3 separate regions of the Mus musculus genome follow, and regions 1 and 2 are each linked to region 3. The links are chromatin contacts, called in public Micro-C and promoter capture Hi-C maps. All regions are on one chromosome and are shown on one strand. The core of a region is the stretch at or near the end of the contact, and the rest is flanking DNA. Distances in the headings are between cores, read along the strand shown. Region 1 holds the start of Oaz2 (ornithine decarboxylase antizyme 2). Region 2 overlaps Zfp609 (zinc finger protein 609). Region 3 holds the start of Snx22 (sorting nexin 22).

Region 1 (2,840 bases), core at 257-2,756, 390 kb after region 3:
GGAAAGGATCTGCTTACTCAAGGTCAGAGGCTATAAAAAGTCCAATGTGAAGATAAAAGATCTAGTATGGGGACTGAATGGGTTTCAAAAAAGTTTTGGAGGGTTTAGCACCGAGCCTTACAGGGGAAGGCAAAGGAATCATTTCTGAATTGCTAATGAAAGCCAAGATAATACATAAGCAAGTGGCATTACAAATCCTGAGGGATCAGAAAATTCTGGAATAGCTTTGGAGAAGAGCGTCTGTCTGGGACAGAAATGTGGGATATCTGAGGACATGGAAAAAGGGAGGGTAACTAAAGGGATGACTTCTGCCTACTTTGGTTGAAAGTTAAGAAACCCACACCATTTCAAAAGAATAATGCATTTCAAATCCTGGGGGAAACAGGGATTGGGTCTTGAGGTAGGTAACTTCCAAAGGCCCAGGATCTGGTTTTGGAGGCCCTGGAGTGAAATTTAAAAGGGGGTAGCACTTAATGATCTTCCCAGGAAAGGGGAGAGACTAAGTTGGGCATTGTAATGATTTTAAAGAAGGGGGGGGGCGGTAAGATGAGTACCAACTGAGACTTTGTAGTGTTTAAAGGGTAAGAGTGTGTAGAAGAGTGTTGGCAACATCATTGGAAAAACAGGCTGGAGGGCAGGAATGGACTCCATAGTGTTAGAGAAATAAAGAGTGGGGGTTCCCAGACAGGAAAATGGGGCCTACCTGGAGAAGGGTGGGGAAGAGAGTGGGACTGCACATCCCAAGGAGGTGGGAAGAGGGGGAAAGGGTTGAGTTGAGAACTGCCGGACAGAGCTTGTCTTTGGGGACAGCCAGGCAGGGCTGAGAGGAGTCTGCCTGGGAAGCAATTTTCACTAGAGAATGGATTTAAAGCGATTAAGTGACTTGTGGAGGAGTAAGAAAGATTTAGGGAAGATAAGAACCAATTCGGGGAATCTGTGGGAGAAAGCCCACAGTATGGGGGACTGGGCACCGTCCCACTGGGCTTAAGAAAACGGAGCGACTGACTGGCTATGTCCAGGTTTTTTTTTTTTTTTGGGGGGGGGGGGCTCCGGGCGAGGAGAAAACCCGGATGAGGGGGATGGGCAGGGCTGGAGGAAGGGGGCTAAAGGACGGAAGGAGGCCCGATTTCAGGACTCGGGTGGCAGTGGCTGGGATGGCGAGAGGAACAGTGGGAGCGGATGGAGCCCCCTGGGGGCTGGGGGCAGGCTGCGGGGGTGGGGGGGGGTGCGAAGGCCTCTGGAGCTGCGGAGGGAGGATGGGGGCGGGGAGCCTGCGCCGGGCCGTTACCTGTCCTGGGTGTTTATCATCCTCGGTGGCTCTGCTCAGGGTGGGAGGAGGCGGCGCGGGGAGTGGGTAGGTGGACGAGTGGGTGGGTGTGGGGTCGCGCGCGCGGGCCGGTCTCTGTGGGCTAAGTCCCTGTCAGGCCGCGGGCCGAGTGCCCTCCTCTTGCCTCAGCGAGCGCCTGCCTCCAACTGACCCTCCCCGGCCGCCGCCGCGCAACCGCCCCGCCCCCAAGTACCTCATCTGCATAGCCCCACCCAGCGCCGCTTGGTGTCCTGGGAAACTGGGGCCCACAACAAAGGGCGAAGCACCGCCCCGCCTGGGCGCAGGCGTACTAAGGGCAAGCTATCATCTCGGGAAGAGGGGCGGTAGCCAGGGAGAAGAGGGGAAAGAGGTCTCTCTCGATGCCAGGAACTCAGGTTCTGCTTGGCTAAGGCCAGTCTTCATTTCTGCTTTTGTTCTTTCTTAATCATTTATGTATGTTTATTTTTTATACACATTGGTGTTTTGCCTGCATGTATCTCTATATGAGGATGTCAGATCCCCTGGCACAGGAGTTACAGACAGTGTGACCTGCCATGTAGAGGCTGGGAATTGAACCCAAGTCCTCTGAAGACCAACCGGTGCTCTTATCCGCTGAGCCCTCTCCACTCGTTCATGTCTGCCTTTTGTTTGTTTTTTGATACAGTCTTTGTAGCTCAGGCTAGCCTCAGACTCACTGGAAGATGACTTGGAAACCCCCATCCTCCTTCCTTTACTTCCTGTCCTGCCAAGTGCTGGAAATAGTGTGCCTCACCACACTGGGCACTTGCTGCTTTTGGTGTGTGGCCAAACCGAAACCGGAGAATAGTATTTGTAAACCCATGTCACTAAACAAAACAAAATCTGAAATAGAAGAATACTCCTCATAGAGTAGCACCATTTCCAGTGTGAATCTAATCCCACAGATCTTTTCCTTCAATTCATAGTACAATGACAGTGGCTTCCAGCCAATCGGTGCAAGCTGCTTCAATCGATCATGCAAGGCACCTAGTGCACTGCCACTGTCTTACCTGGCCCTCTAATCACAGAGGCCAGGCAGCAATGTACACACACCCCCAAATCCCAGCCACACTCACAGGAGAACCCTAGTTGTCAAACCTGTGCAGTCAACTTAGACTGCAGTCAGTAGAGACTGTGTAAGCCTTTATCTATCTTAGCACCCAGGAAGCAGGGGCAGGTGAGGCTCTGTGAGTTGAAGGCCAGCTTGTAGTACGCAGGCAACAAGTTCCAGGCTGCTTAGTGTAACATGGTGAGACCCTATCTTGGGGGTGGGGGAGGGAGGGGAGAGAGAGAGAGAGAGAGAGAGAGAGAGAGAGAGAGAGAGAGAGAGAGAGGTGGGGCAGAGGGAAAGGGAGAGGATGCACTCTCAGACCACAGTGGTCACCTCAAATCATCCGTTCATTTAGTCAAAGTTCAGTAAATAGCTACATACTATGTGCTTCTAGCATGGGCAGGAATCCAGGAAGCTTCCACAATGGGCCAGGCAATGTACCTACCTTGGATGTCACAATCTGTC
Region 2 (2,700 bases), core at 68-2,567, 370 kb after region 3:
ATATTATGGAGCCCTTGTTTGTTAGCCTATAATTAACCAGCTTTCCTCCTTTTTCTTGGCTCTGCTCGCAAGTGCTGGAATTATAAGCATAGCCACCACACCCAGCTTGTGTTTCTATGCATTTGCATGTTGTGTGTAGGTCAGAGGTCAATGTCATTTATCTTCTTCCATGATTTATTTTTTTAAACAGGGTCTCTCACTGAACCTAAAACTCAATTATTCTAGACTGACTTGCCACGAGTTCCAGGGGTTTTGCTGTCTGTACCCTCACACTTGTAGAACTATGAGCACTTTGACCTGGCCTTTTCTGTAGGCCCTGGTGATCTGAGCTTTGATCCTCGTGCTTGTATGCAAGCATGGTTGCGTATGTTTGTGTGAATGTTTACCTGAATGTATTTATGTGCACCATGTGCATGCATGATACCCAGGAAAGCCAGGAAAGGTGGAGCCACCATGGAGGTGCTAGACATGAAATCTGGGTCCTTTGCAATGGAGGCAAGTGTTCTTAACCACTGATGTGTCTCTCCAGCCCAGCTTCAGTTTCTGAGACATAGTCTGGCCATCTAAGCCCAGGCTGACCTTCATCTCATCTTCCTGCCTCAGCTAACACTACAGGTGTGTGTGCACCTATCTTCCTGTTGCTTGTTTGGGAAAAGACTTTGCTGGAACTAGATTCTGTAAATTCTATGCTAGAATTTACTGTATTCAGGCTACCTTCCTTGAAACAATCCTCTTACTGTTGCCTCCCTAGTCCTGGATTAGAGCATTATATATGCTCCTGTTCTTTTTGTACTAGTATCTTTTGCTTATTTTTTAGATTTGTTTATAAATGTGTGTATGTGAGGGGCAAGAGAGGGAGAAGGAAAAAATGCATGTAATCACAGTGTTTACAGAGAACATCAGCTCCGCTGGAGCTGGGGTTACAGTCAGCCACCTGATGTGGGTGCTGAGAATTGAACACAGGTTCTCTGGAAGAACAATAAGTACTCTTACCAGATACTGAGCCATCTCTCCAGGACCACCACCCTTTTTTGAAACAGTCCTGGCTGTCTCAGAACTCATCATGTAGACCAAGCTGGTCTTGACTCAGTAATCTGCCTGCCTCTGCCTCTCCAGTACTGGAATTGAAGGTGTGTACTCCCACACCTGGCCTACCACCACCACCACCCCTTTTTCTTTTCCAATTAAAACATGGTTTCATTATGTAATCCTGGCTGGCCTGGAATAGATGAAACTGGCTTCAACTTCACCTAGGTCTGCCTGCTTCTAGCCTGAGTGCTGGGATCAAACTCAGGTCATCAGGCCTGGCAGCAAGTCCTTTTACCCATGAGCCATCTCACCAGCCCTTGTTTTGGAGAACAGGATCTCATGTAGTCTAGGCTGACACTGAGTGCAGAATTCTGTCCCAACCACCTGTGTTGGGATTATGGCTGTACTGTCATGCCTGCTAATATCTTCATTTTGATAATAAACTGAAACTCAAAAGGCTGTCACTTCATTTACAGTTATGCAGCCCAAGGCTGTCTGACTTTAACTCCTTGGATCTTTCCACTTTATCATAGGACTCTGAGATAACTCAGGAGAACTGAGAAGTCAGCTTTGGTAAACCGAGTGCTATATGCTATCCCTTCACCTGTTCTTAGCTTGTTAAAAGAGGAGGAAGCCAGGAGCTGTGGTTAAAAGTGTCTGGGACTGCTTAGGCGAGCTGATGCCACCTGACCCTTCACTAGAGCAGTCTCTTCTGCCTTCATTTCCTCTGACTGCTTGATTTCCCCTTTCCTAGGTTCCTATTTGCCTTCCAGCTATTCTTTCTCCCCGTATGGCAGCAAGGTCTCAGGTGGCGAGGACGCTGACAAGGCCCGTGCCAGCCCCAGTGTGAGCTGTAAAGCCAGCTCAGAGTCCAAAGCCCTGGACATCTTGCAGCAACATGCCAGTCACTACAAGAGCAAGTCTCCCACGGTAAGTGGAGGACAGCCCAGGTCCTTGTCCAAAGACCACGGAGTAGAAGCCACAGCATGGGAGGAGTGGGCAAGTGCAGGCCCTGACAAGATGCTACTTGGGTGACTTGATACCAGCCTCATAAGGGCACTCCCTCTATTTGTAGATACCCTGCAGTTTTAGAGTCATAATATAGGACACTGGTTAGATCACTAGTGTGTATATATCTCATTATAGTGTCTTGATATGTCTCCTTTCCTTTCCAGATAAGTGATAAAAATTCTCAGGAGAGAGATCGAGGAGGCTGTGGGGTGGTTGGGGGTGGTGGCAGCTGTGGCAGTGTTGCGGGAGCAGGAGGTACTGACAGGAGTGCCGACCGGCCCCGCACATCCCCTTCCCAGCGCCTGATGTCCACACACCACCACCACCACCACTTGGGCTATTCCTTGCTCCCAGCACAGTACAACCTACCCTATGCCGCAGGTAAGGCTCTTTCCTCCAGCTTTGTTTCCATTTCAGTAGTACTGCCTGTAACAAGGCCCCTGCCCTCAAAGAATCTTTCACCCCCAGATTTTGGTTTTTCGAGACAGGGTTTCTCTGTGTAGCCCTGGCTGTCCTGGAACTCACTTTGTAGACCAGGCTGGCCTCGAACTCAGAAATCCGCCTGCCTCTGCCTCCCAAGTGCTGGGTACCCCCAGATTTCTAATCTGAGATTCCCAGCACTCAGGTTGAAGCAGTAATATAAAAATAAATTCAAGGTGG
Region 3 (2,890 bases), core at 207-2,706:
GCCCAGATTTAGGGTGGGTCTTCCTACCTCAAATGATCCTGCTGTTAACCAAAACTCCGGTTTGGTGGTCTTTTTTTTTTGTTTGTTTGTTTTGTCTTTTTAGTTAACTCTACCTGTAGCCATGTTGGCAATTCAGAATAACCATCACACATGACCCAGTTTGAGAACAGAACACTGGGCCATTGAGCACTTTACCTAGAGCCCAGTAAGGAGTGTGGGGCTGAGGTAGAAATGGAAGCCATTTCTGTGTTTACACATGAAGTGATCATTCTGTCTTGAAATCTTACTATAGCCAGGCAGGCACACATCTTTAATCCCAGTACTTGGGAGGCAGAGGCAGGCAGATCTCTGAGTTAGAGGCCAGCCTGGTTTAAAGATGGAGTTTCAGGACAGCAAGGGCTACACAGAGAAAACGTATCTACATATTTAGAAAAACCAAACCCAAACTAAGCAATGTGCCAAACAAAAATCCTACTACATTCTGAAGAAGACCAGCAGGGCGGATGAGAGCAGCTGGGGCCACCGCCTCTACACTCATTTTTGTTCCTCTTCTCTACACACATTTCTGTACCTACTTCTTATTATCTGTCCATCATCACCCATCCATCCCAGCTGAACAAGCCCATAAGGAAGCCACTATTGGGTCCTGGCTGAGTTGCTCAAGCTGACTTTGAATTCCTGGTTTCAAACAATTCTCTTGCCTCAGCCTCATAGATAAGTGGAACCCCTGGCCCGTGCCGCCCAGCTTCACTCAGTGTTTATACTTATGTTACCTGCTTTACAGCTGTGCAGAAACTCCACACAGTTCTTGATATCTAGGCCATTCGACTTTCAGTGCCAAGCCTGGGTTTTTAAACTGCCTCTTCCCCATACACTAGCTTGAAGCAAACTAGGCATGCTAAGGTAGGAAGGATGAATGGATGGACGGGTGGATGGAATAAATGAATGGTTTGTAGGTGCTCATCAAAGCTAGAATGGATCCCAGCCTCACCCCGGCACTACCTCAGTTGGAGTCTTCAGGTGGTGCTACCAGGGACCACATGAAAGAGGGAAGGTTGTGGTGGCTAGGTTCTCTAAGAACAAGGATGGTCCTAACCGGAAGCCCAGACCTGAAACCCACTGTGCCTTCCTCTGACACCTTAGCATCCAGGACATTCAACAAAGACCAGGTGAAATTTTAGAGAGACCAGGTAAAATGTACCTCGGCTGACTACCTGGGATACTAGGGAAATGTTTGACAAATGGGTGACCCTGCTGAAGGTTCCTTCCCTTGCATGGCGACCCATGGTGTTATCTTCTGGCCTCAGGACTTTAGTGAGCCAGGGAACACCCTGGGCGTGGCGAGGGCGGGCTCCCGTATCAGAGGGTGGAGCCTGGGGCTGAAAAATCCAGAGAGTGGGGCGGAGCCTACGGCCCGGGGGCAGGGCCTGGAGCCCGAGGGCGGGTCAGCCTCTTAGGGCTGCTTGGCTGCTCCAGGGAGTTCGGGTGCCCAAGCGCTCGATCCGGGAGAGGCTGCAGCCGGGTCGGGGCGCGGATGCTGGAAGTTCACATTCCCTCGGTGGGGCCCGAGGCCGAAGGGCCCAGGCAGAGTCCAGAGAAAGGCCACATGGTGAGCAAATGGACGAAGAGTGTGTGCGGGGATCTACCGATTATCTTCGCGATCAGCGCAAAAGGGACCCAGAATTCAGGGCTAGGACATTCGTCGCAAAGGTTCGGGGTTACTTGGCTTTGCCAGCCCCTTGGACAATGGTTTGGGCTCTTGAGGGGTCGCTTGGAGCAGAGGGGAGGGCCGGTTACCCTTTTCTTTCAGGTGTGTCTGGGGTTCGGAAGGGGTTTCCCTGATGGTGGCACGCCAAGTCGGCTTTGTGCCTTTCTAACACCAGAAATTGGGCGCGTCTCGCGGCGCGGGTCCTACTGCATCCTTTGGACCCGCCGTCTGCACTCCTCCGCCCGCCAGGTGTTCCAAGTGGAGGTGCTGTACAGCGGACGCAGACACACCGTGCCGCGGCGCTACAGCGAGTTCCACGCTCTACACAAGCGGGTGAGATGTCGCGGACTACCCACCGATTTGGCTCCAGGCCAGGTCCCTCGGTGGCATGAGAAAGAGCTCTGATCCCAGCTTCTGGTTGGTCACCCCCATTACTGTCCCAGCCCCCAGGAGGGTGCAGATCATAGGCGACTCCCCCTGGGCTGCAGGGCCCCTCGCGGGGAGGACGCAATGGCTAGAGCTCAGCTCAGACTGACCTTGTCCGTGTGCGTCCTTTCCACTCTCTGGCTTGTCACTTCTGTCCCAACCACCTCTTGCCAGCTGTCCCAGGTTGAAGCTTAAAGACAGACATATAGAGAGGACTGGAGAAAGTCCTCAGCTAGATGCAGTGGGCTTGAGTGCTTTGCTGGGAACTCACCTCTGTAACTGATGTACAGATCAAGAAACGGTACAAAGTGCCTGACTTTCCCTCAAAACGCCTGCCCAACTGGAGGACCAGAGGACTGGAACAGCGCCGGCAGGGATTAGAGACCTACATCCAGGTGTGCACGGGGTACACTTGGTTGCCCCTAAGTCTGAGGGACCAGGGGAGACCCAGTTAGAGATGTGGGAGTGTGTTGGGTCCCACAACTTGGGGTTGTTATTCAGTATCTCAGGCTCTTTATCCAAATGAGTACGAACTTTTCTATCTGGGTTATTGAAAGTTTTGAATAATCCAATGAGTAGATTCTTCACCCTTAGGGTGTTTTCCTGTATTTTCTTCATGAGGTGTGTGTGGACTCCTTCCTCTAACAGTGATAGTTATTTGACTAGCCTGCCCACTTTGTGGTGCTAGTCTTTGCGGTTCATTCCTTAGGATGACCCTGAGTTTGGGCTAATACTTATTTCTACTGCCTTGAAAGT

Evidence for each region. Promoter capture Hi-C pulls out the DNA fragments that hold promoters and counts their contacts. Hi-C and Micro-C count contacts between places; a contact is called where the count stands out from the background.
Region 1: a contact with region 3 is called in a Micro-C map of embryonic stem cells, with 3 times the contacts expected there. The contact joins the promoter of Oaz2 here to the promoter of Snx22 in region 3. A contact is called at or near these places in 10 of 39 promoter capture datasets (the 3T3-L1 cell line, the C10 cell line, the HPC-7 cell line and 5 more), 1 of 15 datasets of contacts at CTCF or cohesin (large pre-B cells), 7 of 484 Hi-C or Micro-C datasets (B cells, CD4 T cells, CD8 T cells and 3 more), 8 of 115 datasets of contacts at active chromatin or transcription factors (the 230-238 cell line, embryonic forebrain, embryonic stem cells and 5 more) and 1 of 9 other capture datasets (macrophages).
Region 2: a contact with region 3 is called in a promoter capture Hi-C map of liver, with 2.1 times the contacts expected there. The contact joins the enhancer-like site here to the promoter of Snx22 in region 3. A contact is called at or near these places in 6 of 39 promoter capture datasets (the C10 cell line, embryonic stem cells, hematopoietic stem and progenitor cells and 2 more), 1 of 484 Hi-C or Micro-C datasets (pre-B cells) and 1 of 115 datasets of contacts at active chromatin or transcription factors (large pre-B cells).

Annotation. Positions count from the first base shown.
Region 1 is chr9:65,675,214-65,678,053 of GRCm38.p6, reverse strand. Oaz2 (ornithine decarboxylase antizyme 2) reads right to left here and starts at 1,506. Exons shown (of 5, transcript NM_010952.3): 1 at 1,289-1,506. The coding sequence starts at 1,308.
Region 2 is chr9:65,696,753-65,699,452 of GRCm38.p6, reverse strand. It overlaps Zfp609 (zinc finger protein 609), which reads left to right. Exons shown (of 10, transcript NM_172536.3): 7 at 1,784-1,959; 8 at 2,205-2,421. Among named protein-coding and RNA genes, the nearest start is that of Oaz2, 22 kb to the right of the region's middle. Within about 2 kb of position 1,317, at least 6 of the 459 cell types and tissues checked have an H3K27ac peak or open chromatin away from gene starts, as enhancers often do. A contact at or near this core is called in liver, where this site is marked.
Region 3 is chr9:66,068,325-66,071,214 of GRCm38.p6, reverse strand. It overlaps Snx22 (sorting nexin 22), which reads left to right and starts at 1,456. Exons shown (of 6, transcript NM_001379335.1): 1 at 1,456-1,609; 2 at 1,958-2,041; 3 at 2,425-2,529. The coding sequence starts at 1,535.